3 separate regions of the Sus scrofa genome follow, and all the other regions are linked to region 2. Evidence: chromatin contacts called from public Hi-C data. All regions are on one chromosome and are shown on one strand. The core of a region is the stretch at or near the end of the contact, and the rest is flanking DNA. Distances in the headings are between cores, read along the strand shown. Region 1 holds the start of SMG7 (protein SMG7). Region 2 holds the start of LAMC1 (laminin subunit gamma 1). Region 3 overlaps NMNAT2 (nicotinamide/nicotinic acid mononucleotide adenylyltransferase 2).

The links. A called contact is a pair of places that touch in the nucleus more often than the background predicts.
Region 1: a contact with region 2 is called in a Hi-C map of skeletal muscle, with 6 times the contacts expected there. The contact joins the promoter of SMG7 here to the promoter of LAMC1 in region 2. A contact is called at or near these places in 2 of 47 Hi-C or Micro-C datasets (heart right ventricle and skeletal muscle) and 2 of 2 datasets of contacts at active chromatin or transcription factors (alveolar macrophages and skeletal muscle).
Region 3: a contact with region 2 is called in a Hi-C map of skeletal muscle, with 5 times the contacts expected there. The contact joins the enhancer-like site here to the promoter of LAMC1 in region 2. A contact is called at or near these places in 4 of 47 Hi-C or Micro-C datasets (liver, psoas muscle and skeletal muscle) and 1 of 2 datasets of contacts at active chromatin or transcription factors (skeletal muscle).

Annotation. Positions count from the first base shown.
Region 1 is chr9:124,695,043-124,697,742 of Sscrofa11.1, reverse strand. SMG7 (protein SMG7) reads right to left here and starts at 1,311. Exons shown (of 22, transcript XM_021063792.1): 1 at 101-1,311. The coding sequence starts at 129. It overlaps NMNAT2 (nicotinamide/nicotinic acid mononucleotide adenylyltransferase 2), which reads left to right. Exons shown (of 14, transcript XM_021063806.1): 1 at 1-268.
Region 2 is chr9:124,282,270-124,284,969 of Sscrofa11.1, reverse strand. LAMC1 (laminin subunit gamma 1) reads right to left here and starts at 1,302. Exons shown (of 29, transcript NM_001271715.1): 1 at 888-1,302. The coding sequence starts at 1,302.
Region 3 is chr9:124,561,562-124,564,261 of Sscrofa11.1, reverse strand. All of the region lies in intron 4 of NMNAT2 (nicotinamide/nicotinic acid mononucleotide adenylyltransferase 2), which reads left to right. Among named protein-coding and RNA genes, the nearest start is that of SMG7, 130 kb to the left of the region's middle. Within about 2 kb of position 1,326, at least 34 of the 83 cell types and tissues checked have an H3K27ac peak or open chromatin away from gene starts, as enhancers often do. A contact at or near this core is called in liver and skeletal muscle, where this site is marked.

The sequences.
Region 1 (2,700 bases), core at 62-2,561, 410 kb before region 2:
ACTCCCCCGCCACCCCGGACATACCACCTCTGTGTCTGTTGCTCCATGCCCGAACCTTCGGTCCGCTCCCCTCTACGTACGGGCCGTCCTCGGCACTCACCGGAGATACTGCGCGCTCTGCAGGCTCATCCTCCGCCGCCCGCGTCTTCCCGCGAAGCCTCTGTGGGTCTCTCAGGCTCCTCGGAGCGGCCCCGCGGCACCGCGGGTGCTGGCGGCCGCCGCCATCTTCCTCTCCTCCGGCTCCTCCTCGCTCGGCGGGGGGGTGGGGGTGAGTGAGGCGAGGGGGAGGGAGCGGGGAAAGCTGCTCTCGCTGCTGCTCCGGCCCGTGGGGCGCAGGGACACTCCGACCCGGGAGGGGGAGGGGGAGGGAGGAGGGATGGGGGCGGGGGAAAGAGGAGGGAGAAGTAGAGGAAGGAAGTGTGGGGGTCTCTCTCGCGAGATTTCAGCGGCGCCGGTCCCTCCTGGCGATTTCCGCCTTTCGGTAGCGCTCCCTCTTGGGATCTGTTAGCTCGGCTGCACCTGCGCGGCTGCTGAGTAGCCCGCTGGAGACGCTCGGCGGCTTCCGGCCAATCCACCCCTCTCCTCCCGCGCGAGGGGGCAACCCCACCCTCACCGGGAACATTGAGCCCAAATCAACTGGGAGTTACACTGAAAGTCTTCCCCCGTCTTTCCACTCCACCCAATTTCTAGCTTCCTTTTTCCACCCCTCCACTCTTCCGTACCGGAAACGCCTCCCCTTCCTCGTACAGTTCCGGCCGCCAGTCCCTCGTTTCTGATCTGCCCTCGAGCCCTAGAGTGACGCTAAAGGACCCCCCTCCTTTTTTTCTGCGGCCCCTCCCCCTTCACGCTGGGAGACTGTTGGAGGGGATAGGGTGGAGCCCCAGGGAAGAAAAGAAACCAATCGGATTGGATAAGCAGCTGCCAAGGCAACTGAAGGCTGCAGTTGTATTGTCATAGTAACCAATTTGTGCGCACCGAGTGACCCTCCCTTGGCGAGTGGATTCCCGGAGAAGTGCCCAGGGTTCCCCCTTGGCTTCCCTTCCATCCAAAGGCTTCCCCTCAGGTTGGGAATACGGGTAGTTCTCTTGGGGAGTGAAGTTCATTTCCTCCTCCCTTTCCCTTTCCCGCAGCGATGGGGGAGACCCCGAGGCATTCACCATGGGCTTTTCCACCCGCCTACGGGCGGAAACCACCTCCATAGTTTTCCTCTCCGTGCGAGGTGTGCGGAGGGCCGGGCCTGCGAGGACGATGCGGAGCCTGCAGGCTGGTGGGCGGCGGGCTGGAGCTGGTAGGGCGGAACGGTGGCGCTTGGCAGCTAGGCGGGCGAGGGGTTTCCCCACAACTGCCTCGGGCTCTGGGAGGCGGGATCCCGCCTGGACGGGGTCCCTGAGGGAGGAGAACGGCACACGACTGCCGAGATCCCTCTTCTGCCGACAGAGACGTCCGACTTTCCCCGGCGGGTCGACCCCTTACAGAAATCCCCCAAACCCCACCCCACACACAGCCTCGGTGACCGAATCTTCTCAGAGTTCCCCTCGTGGCCTTCCCGAGCCACCTCCTGCCGCAAGGAGGCCAGAGTGAAAGTGGAAACACATCCTGGAAGGCTAACAAGTGGTCTTTAGAGCTGGGGATGTGGTGAGACGCTGATGACAGCCCTCTCTCTCAGAGGATGATTCCCCAGTGGGGGTCCCCCTTAATGATCAAAAGCCGACCTCCAAGTTCCTTTCTCCTCTACAAACTTCCGGTTCTCTCAGGGTATTTTAGGATTTTGTCATTTTGTATCTTTTGGGTTGGAGAGGAGGCGTTGGGTAAAATAGTATCAAGAAAAACTTAGATACTGGTGCAAAGTTCCAATGACAGGCTTCTAGGAAAAGGATTTTCATTCTTTGAACAAATGGTTTTGAATGATTATTATGTGTGTTTTGTCTCCAAAAGGCAGACTAAAGAATGGGATCAATGATAATAGAGTGTCCAAGATGTAGCTGGAGAAGTGGTCATCTAATGGTTTGAAAGGATTATTTGACATTTTTTCGATTTGTATTGTGGAGTCATTTAAATAGCTATCCCAAAGTACTTTAGGCTATGTAATCATATAAACCTCTCCAGGAATACAGCTCTCATTGAATAGTTGAAATCGGAATTTTTAAAGGGCCATTTTGGTTTCGGTTTGGTTGAGGTACCTGATTTCTGCTGTCTTTTGTGCTAGGTGAGAAGGCGCTTTCCTGATCCTTCCCTGAAACTGCACCTGTTAAAAGGCCCGACCGATGTCTGTCTATGTGTAAATTTGGAGGAAATGAAAATACCAGATACTTTGAAATAAATCCCAAGGACATTATAATTAATGAAATAGAAACTGAACTCTGCCCGGAGTGCTTCAAGCACCTTCTGTGATGCAGTGTGACACGCATTGATTGCAGCTGTACAATGCCTCCTTATCCCTGCCACCCACTCAGAGGAAAGAGAGCCACCTAGTGAAAGGTTGTTCTCATCTCTGGTTAGGGTCCAGCTTTTCCTTTAAACCTGTGAGCCCAAGGATGGAGATTAATGCTATCTAAAACTACCTAAAATACCCTGCATTTCCTTCCTGAAATTTATTGGTTAGATTTTTTTTTTCTTTTTTTTAGGGTCTCACCTGTGGCACATGGAAGTTCCCAGGCTAGGGGTTGAATCAGAGCTGCAGCTGCCGGCCTACACCACAGC
Region 2 (2,700 bases), core at 53-2,552:
TTCAAGGCCACAGAGAGTGAAGCTCTACACCTCAAATGTCAGTTTCTCGCATGTTACTCTGTTAAACACAATAATGAATCACTGCACTTGTCTATTTCACTGATGAAGAAAAACTGACCCAGATCAAACATGATCTGTAATACTGTGGCAACAACATGTCCATCCTCGTCCACCACCCAGCAGTGAAGTTTTCTATACATCCCTTTCCTGATTTCTAAAAGGTTATTTACACATCTTTCCACACTTACTTTGAATCAAAGCAAAAGGGAAGACAGTAAGGAGAGCCTTTTTATCCAGGACAAAACTGTACCCAACAACCACAGCGAGTTGCAGAAACCTCCTTTTGTTTTCTCTGTCCCAAGATTAGCAGTGAAATCGCTTTGGGACCCTCAATTAAAGTTGAACAACCTTAAAGAACAATAACTTTAAAGTTGAACGTCTATTTTAATTACACATAGGCAACAGCGACAGTAAAGGCATTTGCTCCCCTCAAATCCCCTTAGACCCTTTCCTCTCTAGCTTATTCAGCAGAGCAAACAGCAATCATCCTCAACGCGGGAGAGAAAAACATTTAAACAAGGTAGAAGTGCTTAAAGAGAACAAGCGATTAACGTTTCGGAAAAGAATGAACAAAACGGCCGAAATGACAAATAATCAAGGGAGAGAAAACCCCGGTTAAGAGTAGGAAGGCAAAGAGATGCTGGCGGGAAGCCTCTTGGCTAGCGGGACGTTTAGAAGGTGGAGAAGGGAACCTCTGAGTGGCCCATGCCGGGGAGCAGAAAGCCAGCATGCGGCTGTTTGGACCCCGCTTTGATTCAAAGGTGAAGCGGGCCAGGGAGCTGAGCTGCTGGCGAGCAGTAGTAGGGGACAGGGCTGTCACCGCTTACCCAGGTGCAGCGTGAGGTTGATGGAGTTGGGGTACTGCACGCCGGCCAGCATGGTCTGGCTCTGCCACCAGGTGGTGTCGGCCTGGTTGTTGTAGTCGGTCAGGAAGGCTGCCCCGTGCTGCAGGTGGGGCTGCCCGGCGTCGCACAGGTGACAGGACTTGGTGACCCCGGTCACCCCGGTCTGCACACAGTACTCCTCAGGCGGAGTCCCGCACGTGTTGGTGGCCACCACGGTCACGTTGAAGGCGGCGTTGACGAACTCGGGCATGCAGCGTTGCGCCCGCCCGCCCTCGTCCGTGCACTCGTCCATGGCTGCCCGGGCGCAGCCGGCCGTGGCGGCCGCCAGCACAACCAACACTGGCCAGAGGCGGCCCCGTGGCCGCAGCGCCGGCGCGGCCCTCGTGCTGCTGCTCATCCCGCCGCCCGCGCTCAGGGCCACAGCAAAGGCAAGGGCGCGTTGCTCCAGCCCGGCGGCGTCCCTCGGAGGCCGCTCCGCTGGCTGAGCCTCGGGGCCCAGGCGCCGGACTCTCCGGACGGGCGGTGGCGGGGGCTCGCGCCGAAGAGACGGGCCGGTGGGTGCCCCTAGCGAGGACTGCACGGCTCGCTGACCACTGCCCCGCGCGCCGCCTCCGCGCTTCCCGCACCTACCCGGGACACAGCCCGCACTCGCCGCCGACCCCCGACTTCCGAGCGCGTGCCCAAGTGCGCGCCCCCGAGGAGGAAGGAGCAGGGGGTGGGATCGGCAGGGTTGGGTGGGGTCTGGCCAAGAGAAAGCCCAAACCAGGCGTCTTTCAGCAGTTCGCGCGGCCCCCGCAGCTGCTCCTCCACTCTCCGCGCGCCGTGGACTGCGCGTCCGCCCCGGCGACTCGCGGCGGCGGCGGCGGGGGCGGCGGCATCTCGTGCTCGGGCCCGCGGCGCGCGATCGGCGGGGGAGGGGCCTTGAGGGGCGCGAGGGGTGGGCGGGGAGCCGGGAAGCGGGAGGAGTAGGGAGGGAGGGACGGCGGGGCGGTGCATGCCGGGAGGGAAGGGGAGGCTGCGGAGAGCCAGCGCCCCGCAGGAGGGAGACGCCGGGGTACCCCGGGGTCCTGTCCACGGAGACTCCGATTTCGGGAGGGGTCAACGAAGGGCGCGTAAAAGGGGCGACGCCAAATCGGCGATGTCGCTCGGCGTGGGCCTTTGGGCCCGGCACCCGGGCCGCTGAAACGCGGATCCCCGCCCCGCCAGGTGTCGGTCCCTGAGTCCAGTGGGCCGCGCCCTGGGGCGGGGACCCGAGGGACCTAAACGCGGGGACTGCCCGCAGACTCCTACCCAAGCCGGCCGCCCCGGGAATGGCCTCAGCTGCGCGGGGCTGGCTCCAGAGCTTTCCGAGGAGAGGTCCCGGGGTGTCAGGGGGCTGCCACGGTCCCCAGAGAATAAAGGGCCTGGTCGAAGCATCAAAATGAGTTTTCTGAAGCCGGTTTCCTGCCTCTGAATTAAAGTATAACCAGTCGTTTAACAGGGGCATGGAAGGAAGTGAAAAGGCTGGGAATGGAATGACATTTTTCCCTTGGGTACGCAGACCCACTGCGAAATTCTTCCACTGTGTTGTTTATGTTCCCCAGCTTGCCTTTAAAAGACTCGAAATTATCTGGCTCTGACATCCTCCTTTTCGGGCCTGCTGAGTCACGGAATATTCTCCGTGCCAGAATGACTCAGTTCACAGAACCTGAGCCAGAAGATCATGAGGTTTAGTCCGAGATCAGAACCTGGGCGCTTACCCAGTGCTGATACGACAGGCAAAGACGCGAAGGGAGGGTGCTGTAAAAGTGGATGG
Region 3 (2,700 bases), core at 77-2,576, 280 kb before region 2:
ATGAAGAGGTTAGAACCGATAGCTTCTGATTGAATTCTGCGGATGCTGGTGTGACCCACACAAAGCCTGCTGCCTCGTGACCCAATCCTGGTGATGTCCTCAGAAAAACAACTGTCAGATAGACAAAACACAATTCACAGGGAAACCTCAGTCTCTGCTAAAATCTCTCAAAGAACCCCAAGAGTGTATTCTGCTCAGAATAGAGCAACACTTAGAGAAAAATCTGTCTCACCATGTACATTTCAAATACAACTACCTCTCAAGTACCATCACCTTCTTCATACTCCTGAAAACTCTCCCTAAACCCAGACTGTCTTTCTTTTCCTCTCCCTCTCAGAATCTATGTATTTCTCTCCCATCCGTAACTCAGAGAGTTACTTTCCAGAGGAGATCAGTCTACTCAGTCTGGTTTGTCTCAATTTCCTCCTTTCCCTTTACTCCAGTTCGGCAGAGAGGACAGGGCTCTCCCAGGAGTCCCGTCTAGAGGCCGAAGAGAAGGGGAGAAGCTGTTAATAGAGATAGTAAATGATTTTCCTCTCACACTGCTACGTCCAGGAAAATGGGAATGAGAAGATAAGAGCTCCTTCACATCACAGATGCTAAAAGACAGAGCAGACTGTGGAAAACGCCCTTCTGAGGTCTCTTTAGGGCACTCCATCCTCAGCCCCACAGCTGAGAGGTTCTCCGGTTGCTGCCTCTGGTTAAATGGGCCTTTCTACCAAGGGCTTCCCTGGGCACTCATGGAGCAGTGGGAGGAAGGAAGGAAGGAAGGAAGGAAGGAAGGAAGAAGGGGAAAAAGGGAAGGAAGGATGGCCCTGTCACCATACCAGGTGGAAGCAGGAGGCAGCCCAGACCTTGCGGCACGGTGGCACTGCTGAGAGGGAAGGATTGCCCTGAGATGTTCTGGAAGAGTTTCCCATCCTCCTCTTGGTTCTCCTTCTCTTCTAAGAGAGCTGGCTCAACTTCAAGGAAATCAGGGTGGTCCCTGGATTTGCTCAACACCTGCATCTATCGTCTCATTTAAACTTTGGAAGCACTTGGGCGTGTAGGCATTGCAGTGCGATGATCTGTGGGTAAGCCTTTCTCCCTGCTCTGACGCATAAACTACTCCAGGGCAGGACCTTGATTTTGTAGATGCTCGTATTCCTGGCACTCAGCATGGGGCACTGGCCCATAGAAGTTGCTCAGTGTTGGTGGAATGAAAGTAAACAAGGCAGATTTTTTTTTTTTAGGTGATTTTAGGCTAAAATCCAGAGCCACCAACCAGTGGAGTCAGGGCTGAGCTATTTCACCTTGACGTCCGCCACAGCGTGGTTTCCATTGCAGCACGCCAGGTCGTACCATGTAGGGGTGTGCACACACCTGGATCCCCAGTCACGGGCTTCTGAGTCCAGACTTGGTGTGAGTTCTGACTCCGCCACTTATGAGCAAATCCGTAACTGCTTATCTGTAAATGGTGCTTAGTGAGACCAGCCCCAGAAGAGCTGATGTGATGATTAAATCAGTAATAACAGCCAAAAGGTGATTTTCAAAATCCTTAGCAGGCTCACAATTCTTGGCACTGCCTTCCTTCCTGCCCCTGGCACCCAGACCCCAGGCCACACCGCTCCGTGTCTGGGTCACAGCGCCCTCTGCTCCTGCATGTGACTTTAGGAAGTCCAGCCAGGGTGAAAGCAGAGGTCCGCTGTGTCTACGAGGTCTCAGCAGATGGAGCCCGTGGCCTCTGGCTCACCCAAGGCAGGAAGGACTTAGGACTTTTCCCAGGGAGGGGAGGGCTGGGCAGTGTTCTACTGCCCTCCCCACCCCGCCCCTCCCTTCCCTGTTCACGAGGCCCCGCCACCGCCACCCCCAGAAACTCCTCCTCTGCCACCCGCCACCCTTGAGGGGGATTTCCTTTCTCAGGGAGGGCAAGCTGATCTTGCTCTGGTTTTGGAATTCCACCACCGGCCAGGAATAAATCTTCCAGAGCTGACCTGGCTTCTAAACACAGAGCTCAATTGCTCCTTTCCTGTGGCTCATCAACGTCTGCATCCTCCTCCTCGTGTCAAGTAAGAAGTCGCTCCGGTGGCCGCCCCGACTCTTCCTCTGGCCTGGGCTCTGCGCTAACAGCCTGGGCCAGTGTCTGCGCACGGGCAGGAGAGCTTCCGGATGGAGGCCCAGAAGGCCCAACAAAGCCAAACCATGGAGCAGCTCTCTCCCGATCCAGGGTTGTGGTCCTGGGGTCTGCTGGGGAGGTGAGGCAGAGGCAGGGTTAGCCCGGGCCTCGTGCCCAGGATCAGAGGCTCCGTTTCCCACTCTGTCTGTGGAACTCAGAGCTCCCATAGCACTATGAGCTTACCTCTGTCATTGAAACAGTGGTCACATAGCAATTCTAAAGCCTGGAGCCCAGCGCCAGGCACGGCTGCTGCACTCACAAATCTGGCCTAGTATTATCATTCTTACAACGCTGTGCTGTGTATGTCTGTTTATGTATTTCTCTCCCACACTGGGTGCTCTGTATCTCTTGTGCTTAGCACAATATCCAGCTCACAGTTGATACTACTTTTAAAAAAATATTTTGGACAGTAGCCAAAATTCTTTGAATAGCTCCTGGCATTAACCCTGGTAGAGGCCTGTCCCTTGACCAGTGACAAAATTCCTGGGGTTAATGGACTTGGGTGGGGATTCAAGAATCCAGTCCCAGCCTATGGGTGATCTTGG